2 separate regions of the Mus musculus genome follow, and region 2 is linked to region 1. The links are chromatin contacts, called in public HiChIP or PLAC-seq maps. All regions are on one chromosome and are shown on one strand. The core of a region is the stretch at or near the end of the contact, and the rest is flanking DNA. Distances in the headings are between cores, read along the strand shown.

Region 1 (7,476 bases), core at 3,278-5,777:
GGGTTCACATTCTCACATAACTTGCAGGGCAATTGAACCAGCGATATAATTACTTTTCTCTGTGCCTCAGTTTCCCGCTCTGCCAACCAAGGCCCTACCTAGCACAGAGCATGAGAGTGAGAGGCATCAGTATTAGCACAGTTCTCTCACCCCAGGACTCCCCGGTCCACAGACCCCTGCTTGGTGCTATTTCTGAAGCTGGCCAGGCAGGCCCTCTGCCGCTGACCCTGGAAATCGGGTCACGGTAGACAAGGCGGAGTGTGCAGAGGGAGGGGTCCTTTGCGCGCGGCTACTCGGGTTTCCCCAGGGCCGCCGGATAGTCTCCAAACTCACTTCGGAGAAAGGGAAAGAGCGTGAAGTGGCTCTTTCGATCTGAGACACCCCCTCCCGGAGACATCACCCCCTCCTCCCAGCCAGGCGCGGAGTGAAATCTTAGAAGCCGAGGCTGCTGGGTTTGAACGGAATGCCGGAGTCGGTGGAACTCGGAGCTAGTCCCCCCCGAAGGTCAGAGAGTTGTTTTGAGTTCTCGTACCCGGAAGGGGGGGGGGGCAGGGAGGAGAGGACGCCAGGGCCCGAGAGACCCCGCGTCAGAGCAGAAATTGTGCTCCGGAACAGGCAGCTCAGCGGAAGCCGCGACGGGGGCGGGTCACGTGCGGCGGTGGCCGTGCAGCTGCCCGGGGAGCCGGGCTAAGACAAGGGCCCGGCGGGGCGAGGGTGGCGCGGGGCGGCGGCTTTCACAGCCCAAGGTGGAAGCCCGGTAGTCGGAGCTCCGGGAACGTGGGGAACCCGGAGCTCGAGCCCCGGAGGCGAGCGCGTTATGCAGGGGGTGGTGTGGGAGTCAGGGCGCTCCGAGCTCCGCGTGGTGCGGCGCGGGCGAGAGGAGGACGATGGCGGGGGGGGGCAGTTGGGGGGCAGAGGGACGCCAGCGGGGCTCCCTCCTAGCAAGAGCTTGATCCACGCGGAGATTGCGGGAGTGGCTGAGACCCGAACAGGGAGGCGCCGCTCTTGCAGTCATCGGCCTTGTTTTCTTCTCTGAGGCAAATCCCGGAACGGCTGGAACAGCCATCCTTGCCTGAGTCCCAGGGGCGCCCCCACTACGCTTGGGGGAGGGTGCATCCTGCAGGGTACCCCAGTCCGAGGGCGACAGAGGTGGCTTAGCAAGATGTGAGTCAGTGGCGCGCACGAATTCACACCCTTCCCCGGGGGGGGGGGGGGGAGAGAGAGAGAGAGAGAGAGAGAGAGAGAGAGAGAGAGAGAGAGAGAGCGAGCTAGCCACTTTGGGCCTCCTCGGGAGTGTTATGGGGGTTGATGGGGGATACTGGAGAGAAACCACCTGCACCACTGAAGCCTGTGATGGCTTCGCGGCCGGGTGGATTGGGCCGTACACGTGCACAAAGTGGCGCGTAATACTCTTGCGTGGGAGGGTTAGGGACACAAACTTGGTCACCTGCCAAGAACCCTTAGGAACTTTGGTGTCGCTCTCAGCCTCCAGTGCCCTGGAATATACTCCTCTTTCTAGGGGAGTCCACGATGCTCAGATCTGAGGCTTGGAAAGAGTGTAGTAGTGTGGGCTAGCCTGGGACGAGAAAGCCACCCCCGTTCCTCTCACGAAGGCACAGAACAGTTGTCTTGCAAAGTTTCCTGTACTCCTCCCCACACAGCCCAGTTGAGGAAGGGTGGCTCTTCCGGAGGTGAGGGAGGAGGGAATAGTCTCGAAGCTAGGACTGGTGCATTAGTTCCTTTAACTATGACCCTGGAGCGCGAGGGACACCCGGGTCCCCGCGTGTTGGTGTTCCTTCCAGACACTACACCTCAGGCCACTGTAGCGTCTGTTTATGGTTGCGACAGCGGGTGCTGAGCAATGTCTGGGACAACAAGAGACGCCATTTGCATCCCCCCCCCGCACCCCTGCAGGTTGGCAGGGGCGGGGGTGTCGCCCTGCACGGAAGCGCATTTCTGGCAGTGACACTGATTAGATGCCGTGCCGCTACGTGCACGGAATCGGGGTGGGCCTTCATCACTCCTGTTCGCCACTCACTCTTCTGGTGGGAAAGTTGTGGGTTCCCCCCCACCCTTCCCTCTCGCCGCACAGCTGCTGTCTCCGGGGGCGGAATTAGGAGACCGTGTTAGCTCAGCCAGGAGAGAGAGGATCTCGCCGGCCTCGGAAAGCCGCCGGGCCCGGGCCTCGAAAATCCAGCCCTGGCTTTGCGTCGAGCTGCCGAGTGCGGCGCTTACGCGCCCGGCCAGCCGAGGCCTGGTTTCCATCTGCCCCCTTCGCCTCCGTGTTAAGTTCGCCGGGGAAAACCCAACGATCCGTGCAAAGCCCCTCGGAAGAGCGCTACCCCCACCCCAGCCTGATCCTGACCGATGGAAAAAATGACAGTATAGGTCAGAACAGGCTGCCCGGGAGTATTAATGTGGCTGTCTCTGTTCCCGGTGCTAGGGGAGGATGGGCGCCTCGCCAGGAAACCGCCGGGGGAGGAGCCATGAGGGCCGCCTGCCCCTCTTGAGGCTAGAAAACGTGGATTCTCACAGGGACCAAACAAATGTGGTTAGACAGCTACGGGAACTTATCCCAGTTAAATATGGATCCATCGTGTGTATTTCAAGCGACATTCCCTCCCCCACAATCAAATACACTGATTCAGTTAAAAATAAGACGAAAACAGGTTAGTCTGTAGATGCGAACCTTGCTGTCTACTTATCATGAGACATGTCTTCTGGAGGTTCTGACCTGAACCCAATCATCTTGGTACAATGTGTCCTAAGGTAAAAGAGTCCCCGTTACGCTGCACCTTCGAGAAATCTTTGATTAATAGAACTCGAAGAGACTATTTTAGTTGTAGTTTCTACTTGATGCTGCTTACTCTTCCTTGCACACTCCTGCAAGGTTGTTTGTACTTAGCTCTTACAACCCACGTTTCTCTCTTGCCTTTCTTTTCCTGAGTACGTGCCGGGTGCGGGCAGGAGGAGGCCACAGAACTATGCTGCTGCCAAGGCCGCCGCCCTCGGACTCTCACTTGCGCACCACGCGGCCTCCGAGGAGGGGAGATGTGAACTCTCCGGGTGGCGCTCGAGAACTGGAATTCTGCTTTGAGTCTGAGGAATTTGTTTCAGAGGCAGATCAGTCACAGCTTGGAGGGGGCGGGGGTAGATAGAGACTGTACAGGGCAAGCTCCAGAGGTGACCCAGGCTCTAAGGAGCGAACCGTAGAAGCGTCTGTGTTCTTTGTCTTTCGCGGGGCTGGCAGCCTGGCATTCACAGCTCAGATAAGGATCTACTAAGAGCCACAGCCCATCGCCAGCACATTTAAGTGATTAGTCTACCGCCGGTAGCCACTTAGGAGAAATGTCTTGTCTTTGAGAAAGAAAAAAAAAAAGCGGCCTCATGTTATGAGTTGTATTGGACCCTTCAGACCCTTCTTTGCTGCCTGCACACATCTCCCTACCGTGCCAGACAGTAAGGAGAGCCTTTCCTAGATAGGAATCTGACCAATCCTGTTCACATGAACATTATTTATATTTGGGTGTCAGTAAAATGTAGTCCACTAATGGCAGAGGACTTTCCTTTCACCCAGCCTCACCAAGAACGAGGTAGCTTGGAATCGCGTCTTGAAAAATCACCTTGAACAAAGGTGGGCTAGGAGAGTATTTCTGAAAGACCCCTGCTGTGTCCTTCAAGACCGCGGGGAGAGTGTAAAGATGCGGTGTCTGATCCCTGCCTGGAACTTGACAGTAATCCAAACGAAATGAATGCCAGCAGAGAGCCCAGTCCCCAGGCTTGGCTAGCTCTTCCTTACAGTTCTAGCACTCGGGAAACTGAAGCAGAGGATTGCCTTAAAGCCCAGGCCCACCTGGGATCCAGCGTGAGACTGTAAGGGCTGGGGGAAGCTACTCTTTCACACCACCAAGTCAGGCCTTTAAGGTTAAGGAGTCAAGAGATAGTTTGAGGCCATTTTTGCTTTAACTATCTTGTGGACAAAAACAGTGAACGTACTCTCCACTTTGCCCAAACATGCCTCCCGAGAGACCTGGGGTAACTTTAACTTCGGGGGAGAGTGCCCCCCCCCCCTTTACCCATAGGAAGGGAATACAATAATACCCTAGCAAGCATATGTGGCACTGGCGTGGTCTACACACAGGAAGCCTATTCTCCTCTGACCAACTCTATTATGAGGTGGACACTAAGACTGCTTTCCTTGCCTTAATTGTGTCGCCCCTGGGGTCCAGAACTGTTAAGCAGCTTGCCCAAAGCCCTAAGAGGGCCGTGTGGCCTCTCCCACGCTGTAGCCTGTGTGATTTAAGGGTTTTCCCCCCCTAAGGGAAAAAACCTCCCTCCCAACCCTCCCAAAATTTTGTGGCTTAAGATGCCCAACATCTTTGGCTGCCCCCCCCCCCCCGCCGGCGCAAGGAAAACTCCAGACTTAGGTAACAGAATCTACTGTGACTCGTGACTCTGCAGCACAGAAAGGGCCAAGGGAGACAGTGCAAAGGCCCCTAGCCCACCTAGCCGCATAGCATCCGGCAGTCACGTCCGCCGGAGGTGACTAGGGCCTGGGGGTAGCCGATTGCTCAGGAACTCCTTATCGCCTATCTTCAGTGGTCCTGTGAGGCTTAGGTAAACGGCCACCCGCGGTGGTGACTGGTTCGTGCAGGTCCCCCGTCTCCAGGCGCGCCCCTAGGCTCCTCCGGTGGGTCTGGCTAGATGCCCAGTGGCGCCTCCAGAAGCTCCGGTCTTCTCTCCACTTGAGGCGCCAGCCCTGAGCTAAGCTCCCCTGCTTGGAGCTGGAGAGCCCAGTTGGGACGGCTGGATCCGGTTGTTTGCCCTCAATCCAGCCCGATTACCACCAGCTCCCTATTCCCCCGAGCGCGCGCACAAACACGCTTTCCAAGCGCGCTCCAGGCCTCCACTTTCCCTTCCTCTTCCTGGCTCGCTCTGGTGCTTCGAAAGCTCGCGGCGATTGTTTGCTTCGAAGAGTCCAGGTGGGGAAGGCTGTGCCCCTCCCCCCCCCCCCCAGCCCGCATAAGTGCACACGCTGTTAAAGCCTGGGGCGCACAGCCAGGCCTATGGACTCCCTTGTCCCCCGAGAAGTGGCAGCTGCTAGAGAGGATCGATTCTACCCGTGCTTCCGAGAGACACAGGAGTAAAAATAGGAGACCTTAGCCTGTGTCTGAATTTGGGGACGGGAGAGTAAATCCTATCTCCCAAGAGGACTAGTAGGTTTGCACCGCACAGCTTATGTGGACCACAGTGTGACATCCCTACGTGTTCTGGAGAGGCTGAGCGGCCTAGGCGCACTTGGGGGCTTAGTGGTTTGGGGACCCTGGGAGAGACTGTCAGAGGGGGGGCGGAGCAGGAGTCCTCACTCCTCAAGGCAGAACACCTTTTTTGGAACCTTGAAACCCAGGGGAGCCGCTGCCATCTTCCAGTCGCGAGTCGCTCCTGAATGTTTCTTTAAGGCTCCTTCCCGGGTCGCGGCTCTCTCGCTTTCCACAGGCTAGAAAGATAAAGTCAGGGCCGGGGGTTGGGGTGGGGGACTGGCTCACACAACTGTGCTCTCGACTTTGCCTACCAAGTTCACTGTGGTCCCAGAGTGTACCCCTCCTCCCCAGGCCACACCTCGATGGGGGCCTGTCCTGTTTCCTTCCTCGTTGGTTCAAATCTCGAGTTTCATGGAGAGAGGGCACATTATATTGCCAAAGTCACTAAGTGTCCCCCCCCCCCCAAAGTCCCATAAGGATAACCTAAACACAGGATTCCCACACCCCGGGCTGATCCTTCCTCGCCTCCTGGGATTAACTGGACTCACAGGTCCATAAAACACTTCCGGCGGGGCCAGAGGGTCTGTCTGCAGAAACACTTTAAAATAGCCCTCCGTGGCCGGGAGTCGGAATTGACACAGACAATTCCTGTTTTTTTTTTTTTTTAGGCTATGAAGGGAAATCGTCTGAAGCGGGGGGGGGGGGGGGGTAGGGTAGGCAGCTTCCAGAAAACAAACCAAACCAAAACAAAAACGATGCACCATTTTAACCAAATGACACTGATTCAGGGTAGCATGGGTATTCAACGGGAGCAGACAGGTTGCACCTGGCTTCTGACCACACTTCAATGATGAACACAAACACTTTGAAACTTGGGGGCTAGTAGAGGCAGCCTCCCCCTCTGTGAGAGTTAACACTACCTCTGCCCTCCTTAAGTAGATTGAAGAGGCTGGAAGTATTAAAGTGCTTTGCAAAGGCAGCTTGGCCCGTCCATTTCGCTGTGGTCAGGGTCTCTCCCACACATGGAAGGCACCAGAGCTTTGTTAATTAAGAAGTAGAACTAAGACCACCCCCCCCCCATCCCTGCAAGGCTATGGAAGATACAGTCAAGCCCAAAGCACGTTCAGACCAGGAATCCCCACCCCTTTCTTTTACATCACTTCGAATTAAGTTTCTGAAGAATGGGCGAATCTTTGGAATGCTCTAAGAAAAATTCACCATTAAAATTCGAGGTTAATGAGAACGAAAATAGTCCTTTAAAATGGATTAAACCACATTTTAAGACAAGAACCGGAAGAATATAAATTCAAAGTAGCTTCTTGGCCTTGTCCCCCTAATGTAGGTCTGGAGAGCAGATGCTGGTAGATAGCCCACCCACCACACACACACACACACACACACACACACACACACATACACACACACAATCTGGGACCGGGAAGTAGGACTTGACAGATTTGAACAGCAAGGTGATGTAGGTCTGCTGGGCGAAGACCAGGAAGCTAGGCAACGACTTGGCTTAAAATGAATATGAAAAGAAAGACTTAGGCCTGCTGGTGTTTCCTGGAGGCCTAGAACTACTCAGAATGGGGAGGTGAGGGGTGCTCTGTAATCTTCCCTGAAGGATTCAAGCAATCCTACTGGCCTGGGGTGGTGGCCAGGTGCAAAAGGGATAAAGGCCTAGGCAGAGCTTTAACCCAACCTCTCTAATTTGGCGCGGGGTGGGGTTAGAGGTGATGTAGTGGAGAGTCTCTGCTTGAGCTCCACGGGCCTCCCTCTCACTTCCTTGGCTACGCGCGGCCTCTGGCTAGGACTAACCAGCCTCCAGCTCACTGTCCTAAACCCTAAGCCCTTCCCGCCTGGATGCCCAAGCTGGATCCTCAGGCTTCCCCGTGCCTGGCAGCCTCGGCTCTTCCCCTTTGTGATTTAACCGAGGTTCAGAAAGCTTGTTTACCTCGGCAGCCTTGGGCGACTCGGTCTGCGGAAAAAGCCCCTAGGCCAGCGCCGACCAGTAGGGGGGGATTGTCTTATAGATTATTTTTCCTCCTGGTTTTTGTTTTGTTTTGTGTTTTTTAAACCAGAAGGCGAGGTTGGAGAGGGGGCGGGGTGGCGTGTTGCTGCTGTTTTCGAGAGCACTGTATTTGAAAGAGAAACAAAAGCCGTTTGGGAGGTAGCAAGGCTGTTTTTACATATAAAAAAAGTGCAATGAATACCT
Region 2 (7,476 bases), core at 3,224-5,723, 190 kb before region 1:
GGTGAAACAGATGGTTTGGAAACCTCACAGAGGAACACTAGGAAGGATTCTTGGCTTCACCTCTTGAACCTTCTCCTCAGCCCATCTGTGTACTTGTTTATAAATATAAAATGGACTGAGAAACACCCCACCCTTTGGTCTGGAAGTGTAGCATAATCACAAAGCACTGCCTAGCAAACACAGGTTCTGGGCTCCATCCCTAACACTGGAGGGGGGGGGGGACCCTTCCACCCTTGGTATCTAACATTCCCCAGTATCTGAAGGGACTTTCATTACCAACCATTTCTCCAAGGCTGTCTGATAGCTCTGACCCATCATTAGCAAGGATCCTCTTAACAGTGTACCCAGATCCCCGCTTATGCCTGAAGCCACCTCTTAGTTCTTTTCCATCCTCGTTTCTTGCCTGTAGATCATTCAGGCTTGAACCTGATTTATCTCCCCACCGTAAGACACCCCTGTACCCCGCTGCCGAGGTCCCTGTATCTACTGCGATAGCTCTGAACACAAGCTTGGCCTAGTGACCTTCAATAGGGGTCACCTTTTTCTTTTTCTTTTTAAATGTAGTCCCTTTAACTCCACCTAACCTAGATGATCCTCATGACAGGCCTCTGAGGTCATCATCCGGACCTGGGTTAAGAAATGCAGAAAGTGAGGCACAGGGCAGAGATAAGTGATTTGCCTGAGGTAGCCTAGCTATAATGAGTGTGGAAGGCGGAGCTAGCTCTGGGGCCCTAATTCTCTGCCAGGTGCAGTTCAGTTTAGGAATGAGTTTGTTTTAAGAACAACCTGGGGCTCTTTCTTCTGCCAGAGCCTTCCTCTCAGCCATATCAGCACAATCAGGCAGGGGAAAGCACCAGAAGGTCCTGCATCCTCCTTCTTGTCCTCTGGGGCGTGTTTCCCAGCTGCTCAGGGCCTGCTGCTGTTCCCTAAAGAGCCGCCTCCATGCCTTTTCCTGAAACATCCGCATTCCTTCTTCCACCTTCAAAAGAACTGCCCTGTCACGGCACACAGGTGAGCTCGGTCCCTCCCAGGGCCACCTGCCTTTAATACCAGGTTGTGACAAAGTGATAAGACCTATCATGTGACAGTTAAAGTATTCATGCCAGAGCCCCCGATGATTCAGCCATTCACTCCTCCGGCCATTCCGCTATTATCCATAGAACATTCCTGATGCTGGGAATTGAAACACAGACCGTCTTTGTGCATAATTTTAAAAAAGTAATAATAATTACAAGCTATATCCACTCTGTAGAAATAATACTTCAGATGTCTAATTAGGGGGCTTAGTTTTTTGGGGGGTTGTTTGTTTTTTGTTTTTTGGGAGGCGTAGGACAAGGTGTCATTATAAGAGTTTGAGGCTAGGCTGGCCTCAAACTCTTGACAATCTCCTGCCACCGGAGCACTAGGATATAGGGCTATATGGCTACAGTGAGCTTCAATAGTTGAATTTGGATTTTCTGCCTTTAAAAAGTCCATGAGGGGGCTGGAGAGATGGCTCAGAGGTTAAGAGCACTGACTGCTCTTCCAGAGGTCCTGAGTTCAATTCCCAGCACCCACATGGTGGCTCACAACCATCTGTAATGAGATCTGATGTCCTCTTCTGGTCTGCCCGAAGACAGCAATAGTGTACTCACATACATAAAATAAATAAATCAATCTTTAAAGAAAGAAAGAGCTGGGCAGTGGTGGCGCATGCCTTTAATCCCAGCACTTGGGAGGTAGAAGCAGGTAGATTTCTGTGTTCGAGGAGGCCAGACTGATCCATGACAAAAGTCTATGAGATCATTCATGATTTATTATAGGACAGGTTTTTTTGTACAGGGATTTTGCCCAGCTCTAGGTTAATGTAAGTGTTAGGATACAGTGGGCTGACACAAAGAGTTGAAGGGGCTTGCAGCCCCATAGGAAGAACAACAATATGAACTAACCAGTACCCCCAGAGCTCCCAGGGACAAACCCACCAACCAAAGAATACACATGGTGGGAATCGTGGCTCCAGCTGTATATGTAGCAGAGGATGGCCTTGTGGGAGGTTCTATGCCCCAGTGTAGGAGAATGCCAGGACCAGGAAGCAGGAGTGGGTGGGTTAGTGAACAGGGGTACTGGGGAGGGGATAGGGGGCTTTGGGGGGGGGTGGAACCAGGAAAGGAGATAACAGTTGCAATGTAAATAAAGAAAACATCTAATTTTAAAAAAAGGGATACAGTGGGCTAAGCTACAATTGGCAGTAGGTAAGATGGCTTGTTATTGTTATTTTGTTTGTTTGTTTGTTTTTTGAGACAGGGTTTCTCTGTGTAGCCCTGGCTGTCCTGGAGCTCACTTTGTAGACCAGGCTGGCCTCAAACTCAGAAATCCGCCTGCCTCTGCCTCCTGAGTGCTGGGATTAAAGGTGTGTGCCACCACACCCGGCTTGTTATTGTTATTTTTAATATTTATTTATTTGTGAGAACACTGTTGCTGTCTTCAGACACACCAGAAGAGGGTGTCAGATCCCATTACAGATGGTTGTGAGCCACCTTGTGGTTACTGGGAATTGAACTCAGGACCTCTGGAAGAGCAGCCAGTTCTCTTAACCTCTGAGCCATCTCTCCAGCCCCTGTTATTGTTATTTTTGTTGTTATGAGACAAGACCTGGTGTATCACAGGCTGGCCTTGAACTCTAAAACTAACTGTGTAACTGTACTACTTAGATTTTGTCAACGAGGCACAAGCTAGAGTCAACTCGAAAGAGAACATCACAACTGACAAAAGGCCTCCATCAGGATGGTAAGCAGTCTGTGGGGGCATTTTCTTAACTGATGATTGATGTGGGAGAGCCCGGTCCACTATTGGAGATGCCACCTGGACACGTGGTCATGTGATCCTGGGTTATATATGAAGCAAGCTGAGGAAACTGTGGGGAGTGAGCCAGAAGGCAGTATTTCTCCATGAGTTCAGCTTTGGTCCATACTTCCAGGTTCCTTTACTGACTGCCCTTCATTATAGACTATTGACTGGACAATTAAATGAACCCCTTTCTCCACAGGTTGCTTTTGATCACGATATCTATCACAGCAACAGAAAACCAACTAGAGCAGGAGCTGGCCTCAAACTTCTGATCCTCCAGCCTCCACCTCCCAACTCTTGAGATTACAAGCATATGTCCCCATGTCTCACTTATACAATGCTGGGACTCAAACTTAGGACTTTGATCATGTTAGTCAAACAACTAAACTTTTACAAAAGCTTTATTTTATGTGCATTGGTGTTTTGCCTCCACCTATCTTTGAAGGTGCTGGATCCCCTGGAATTGGAGCTACAGATAGTTATGAGCTGCCATGTGGAGGCTGGGTATTGAACCTAGATCCTCTGGAAGAGGAGTCGCCCTCTTAACCATTGAATAATCCCTCCGGCCCCTGCACAAACTTTTAACTTGAGCTATTTTCAACTCAGGGTGGCATTACTTGAATGCTCCCTTATAAATCTGGGGATACCTGCTCAAGGAAACCATAACTGCCGACCTCAAGGGGGTTTACCAAGAAGACTAGGAAACCAGGGAACACAAGCCCAAAATGACAGAGAGCCCACCTGGCTTCACTCCTGCTGCCTAGAGCAGAACCTAGAGCCTGGTAGCTGCTCAATGAGGATTCAATGGATGAATAAATGAATGAATGAACTAAGGAATGAATGTGTGAGTTGGAAGGGCAACCACCTGAGGGATTGCCCTCTTCTCTCTTTCCAACAGAGCCTGGAACACCGAAGCCTGATGTGAATGATATGTCTGTTTGGGGGTTCTAGTTCAATCAACTATGATTACCCAATTGCTAGCACATTTCAGTCTCTCCAACCAGGAAGCCAGCCTCTGAGAAGTCTCCCTGGAAGGTTCGTAGCCCCTCAGGAGGCAGTGGCAAAACACTGTATGTGAAATGAATCAAAAGCTGAAGAAGAGAGAGAGCAGGAGGGGGAGGAAGAGGGGAGGAGGGGAAGAGAGAGAGAGGAGAAAGAGGATTGGCAAAGAAGAGGAGAAGCAAGAAGAAAGGGGGTGCTCATCCATTGTCTCCCCCAGAGCTTTCCTGGGTGTAGCTCTGTAAGTTCCTTAACAAGAAATTCCTGAGTCCTATACGCAACCTGGCTGTGGGGGCAGGGGAAGCTTGGAATCCAGAAGGGGAAGCCTGGAGGCCAGGGCAAATAAGAGGAGGCCTGGGAGGCCAGGGCAACCTATTAATCACAGGAAGCAAAGAGCCACTGCTGACTTGCTTGCCTCTGGGGTAGGGGCTGGGGATGGTTTTTCTCTGACTACGTGATGCAGGGCAGGAATTGGGATCAAGGGTTAGGGTCTGGTGTTGGTAAATCAGACTTCAGATCTCTCCAATCACCATGCAGGTCTTGGTTTTTTTTTTTTTTCAAATGGAGAATGAGCCATCCTTCTTATCTCCATAAATAACAGGGCCCAGCTGCCCTGGCTTCTAACTCTGATGACTCCACTCGCTATCTGATGGAGAAAGGAATGAGGTAGAAGGCTTGGAGTGTGAGTGGTTAGCTTGATTGCTAGCCCAGGGCCTCCTCTTGAGCCCAGCTGGAGGAGAACAAAGGAACAGGGCTTTCTCTTAATTGCTGCTCAAGGTTTTCTGGGACACAGGGAACGTAGCCAGGAATTCAGCCAGGAAGGTTCTAGGTTTATCTACGGGTACAAAGTTGCCGCCTCCCTTTTCAGCTCCCCCTTTCTCCCCTGATCTTCCCAGGTCAGCCCCTAGAGATCATAGGAGACTCTGGCAGGCTTTGCCATCTCTGGCTTCCCTGAAAGCCACCCCCATCTCAGTGTTTGCACAGTGCCTCCTCTTGATGTCCTTTACACTGCCCCCCACACACACACACACAACTTAAACACCACAAGGAATTGTTCCCATCATCCCTAGGCAGATATCTTCAGTTCCTTAGCTCTCTCTGTATGCTTTAGGGAGAATCCATCAGCCCTAGTTACCACCTACTCCAGCCTACACTCATTCCCTACACACTGCTGGGGCCCACTCTAACTTAACGGTCATGGCACTCATTTGAACTAAATGCTACTCAGCCATTAGCCTATATCTTGCTAGTTATTGCCCTGGTGACAGTCTCCTAGGTGACAACTTCCCACTTCCTCCACACTCTGACATCTCCTTGTCCTCCGCCCTTTCTTTCCTTGCAGATGACGGTCTTGCTTCCTAGCTCATTCAACAAACTGAAGCCATCCCCAGCCTCCGCCACCACACCCTCCAGCCTGCCTTCCCACTTTCCACTGAGAATGAACTGTCACGTCCCAGCCAACACCGTCCCCACTCATCCATCCGTGCACAGCTGGCTCCCGCAGGCCTCTCCTTTCCCTGCATAGCCAATTATTCCCTCAGCTCTGCTGCACTCTGCTGCAAATGAACCTCTCATTTTTTTCCCATCTCAAAAATTATAGCCTGCGCGGCAGCACACACCTATGATTCCCAGCTCATAGAAGGCAGACTAGGAAGAGGAGTTCAAGGTCATCCTTAGCTACATAGCAAGTCTGAGGCCAGCCTGAGCTACGTGAGACACTATATAAGTACAATTGGAACCTAACTGCTGAGCAGAGCAAAGAGGTAAGAAAAGCTGAGAGGGTTGAGCAGTTCTAACCACCCCCATCCAGAACACAGCCTTTGATCCTCGAAAGACATGCTTTCCAGAGTGTACACCTACTCAGTGGACCAGGAGACTGTTTCGGGAGCTGAGAAGCAGAACAAACAGATAAATATTTGCATCAAGCACTTTACCCACTGAGCTGCCTCAGAAGCCAAGAGCTTGTCTCCTTTTCGTCGTGAGAGATAAAACATATAGCAAAATGATGAGAGCAGTAATGTTCCCATGGCCCAGAAACTCTCTGCTTTCGTACATCCCCGAAGGTAGTCAGAGCTAGGACTCAAAGAATAAAATAAAAAAATAAATAAATAAAAAAATAAAGCATGGTAGCAGCTTTATTCACAAACAGCAGAAGTATGGAAGCGGTCAGCATTCTTCCACAGAGAGCAAAGCAGGCTATAGCCACAGTGTGAAATAATATCCAAGCTCACAAAAGAATGAATTGCTGGTATGTGTTACAGCGTGGATGGATCTTCAAATCTCCATGCTGGCAATATTTTTAGTGTACTTGACATTGCTGTACATTTCAATAATTCACTCCTTTTTGGTGGTAAGATTACGTTGTATACCATGCCCGTGTCTGCTCCTATGTCTCTTTTTAAATTATTTACACTTGTTTACCATTTACTTCTTTTTGGTGTCAATTTGTGTGTGCACGGTGGGGGGTGCAGAAATGAGCAATGGCGTGCACACGAAGGTCATAAAACTATGGGGTCAGCTCTCTCTTTCTGTTATGCAGGTCCCAGAAATAGAACTTGAATCTCCCTTTGACCATGTAAGTCCCAGGGATGGTACTCAGGACATCAGGTGTGGGGGCAACCACCTTTACCTGTCGAACCATCACCTAGCCCTTCATTTATTTTTTTTTCTTGATTGGCATTTGAGATATTCCAAATTTGGAATATTGTGACTAAAACTGCTAAAGCAGATAGACAGACAGACAGACAGACACATACATACGTACATGAATACATGAGTAAATTCTGAGTCAAAGAAACCAGACCAATAAGAACAAATATTGTATGATTTTTGTTTATGTGAAATGTCTAAATAGGCAAATTCACAGAGGCAAAAACAAGCCTAGCGAATTCCCAGTGCTGAGGAAAAGGCAGAGTGGGGCTTGGTTACTGCTTAGAGTTACGCAGTTTATTTTTAGAGTAAGAAAACATTTTGGAAAGCTGGGAGTAGTAGAGCATTCCTGTGATCCTTGCACTCAGGAAATGGAGACAGGAGGATCAGAAGTTCAGTGCCAGTCTTGACCATATCATGTGTTTGAGGCTAGCCTGGGCTACTTTCTATTTTAAAAGAAGAGAAAAAAAGAAAAGGAAAAATGTTTGGAAGCAGATGGAGGGAGATGGTAGCTATACCACACTGTGAATATGCATAATACTATTGAGTTGTATTCTGTCTTAGTTAGGGTTTTATTGCTGTGAACAGACACCATGACCAAGGCAAGTCTAATTTAATTGGGGCTGGCTTACAGGTTCAGAGGTTCAGTCCATTATCATCAAGGCAGGAGCATGGCAGCATCTAGGCAGGCATGGTGCAGGAGGAGCTGAGAGTTCTGTCTTCATCTGAAGGCTGTTAGCAGAATACTGACTTCCAGACAACTAGGATGAAGATCTTAAAGCCACACCCAGTGATCTACTCTAACAAGGCCACACCTTCTAATAGTGCCACTCCCTGGGCTGAACATACACAAACCATCACATATACAAAAAAAAATTAAAAGCTCAAATGTCATATTTTATGTTACAAATATTTTGCTACAAAAAAATTAGTGGTATACCAAAAACCATGGACTTGTAAACTTTATTTTTATGTTTTAGAAGCTCAAGGACATTTTTATTG

Evidence for each region. HiChIP or PLAC-seq counts read pairs in DNA pulled down with a chosen protein or histone mark.
Region 2: an H3K27ac HiChIP or PLAC-seq map of trophoblast stem cells shows a contact between it and region 1, with 11 read pairs. The contact joins two enhancer-like sites. A contact is called at or near these places in 8 of 39 promoter capture datasets (embryonic stem cells, liver, pre-B cells and 1 more), 21 of 484 Hi-C or Micro-C datasets (the AML12 cell line, the G1E-ER4 cell line, the N1E-115 cell line and 7 more), 14 of 115 datasets of contacts at active chromatin or transcription factors (DN3 thymocytes, embryonic stem cells, extraembryonic endoderm stem cells and 3 more) and 2 of 9 other capture datasets (embryonic stem cells and pancreatic islet).

The regions. Positions count from the first base shown.
Region 1 is chrX:12,153,317-12,160,792 of GRCm38.p6, reverse strand. It overlaps a transcript of Bcor not described here. Among named protein-coding and RNA genes, the nearest start is that of Gm46687, 65 kb to the right of the region's middle. Within about 2 kb of position 4,527, at least 56 of the 459 cell types and tissues checked have an H3K27ac peak or open chromatin away from gene starts, as enhancers often do. A contact at or near this core is called in trophoblast stem cells, where this site is marked.
Region 2 is chrX:12,338,553-12,346,028 of GRCm38.p6, reverse strand. It overlaps Gm14635 (predicted gene 14635), which reads left to right. Exons shown (of 4, transcript NR_045321.1): 2 at 2,691-2,766; 3 at 3,725-3,861; 4 at 5,168-6,250. Among named protein-coding and RNA genes, the nearest start is that of Gm14635, 13 kb to the left of the region's middle. Within about 2 kb of position 4,473, at least 21 of the 459 cell types and tissues checked have an H3K27ac peak or open chromatin away from gene starts, as enhancers often do. A contact at or near this core is called in trophoblast stem cells, where this site is marked.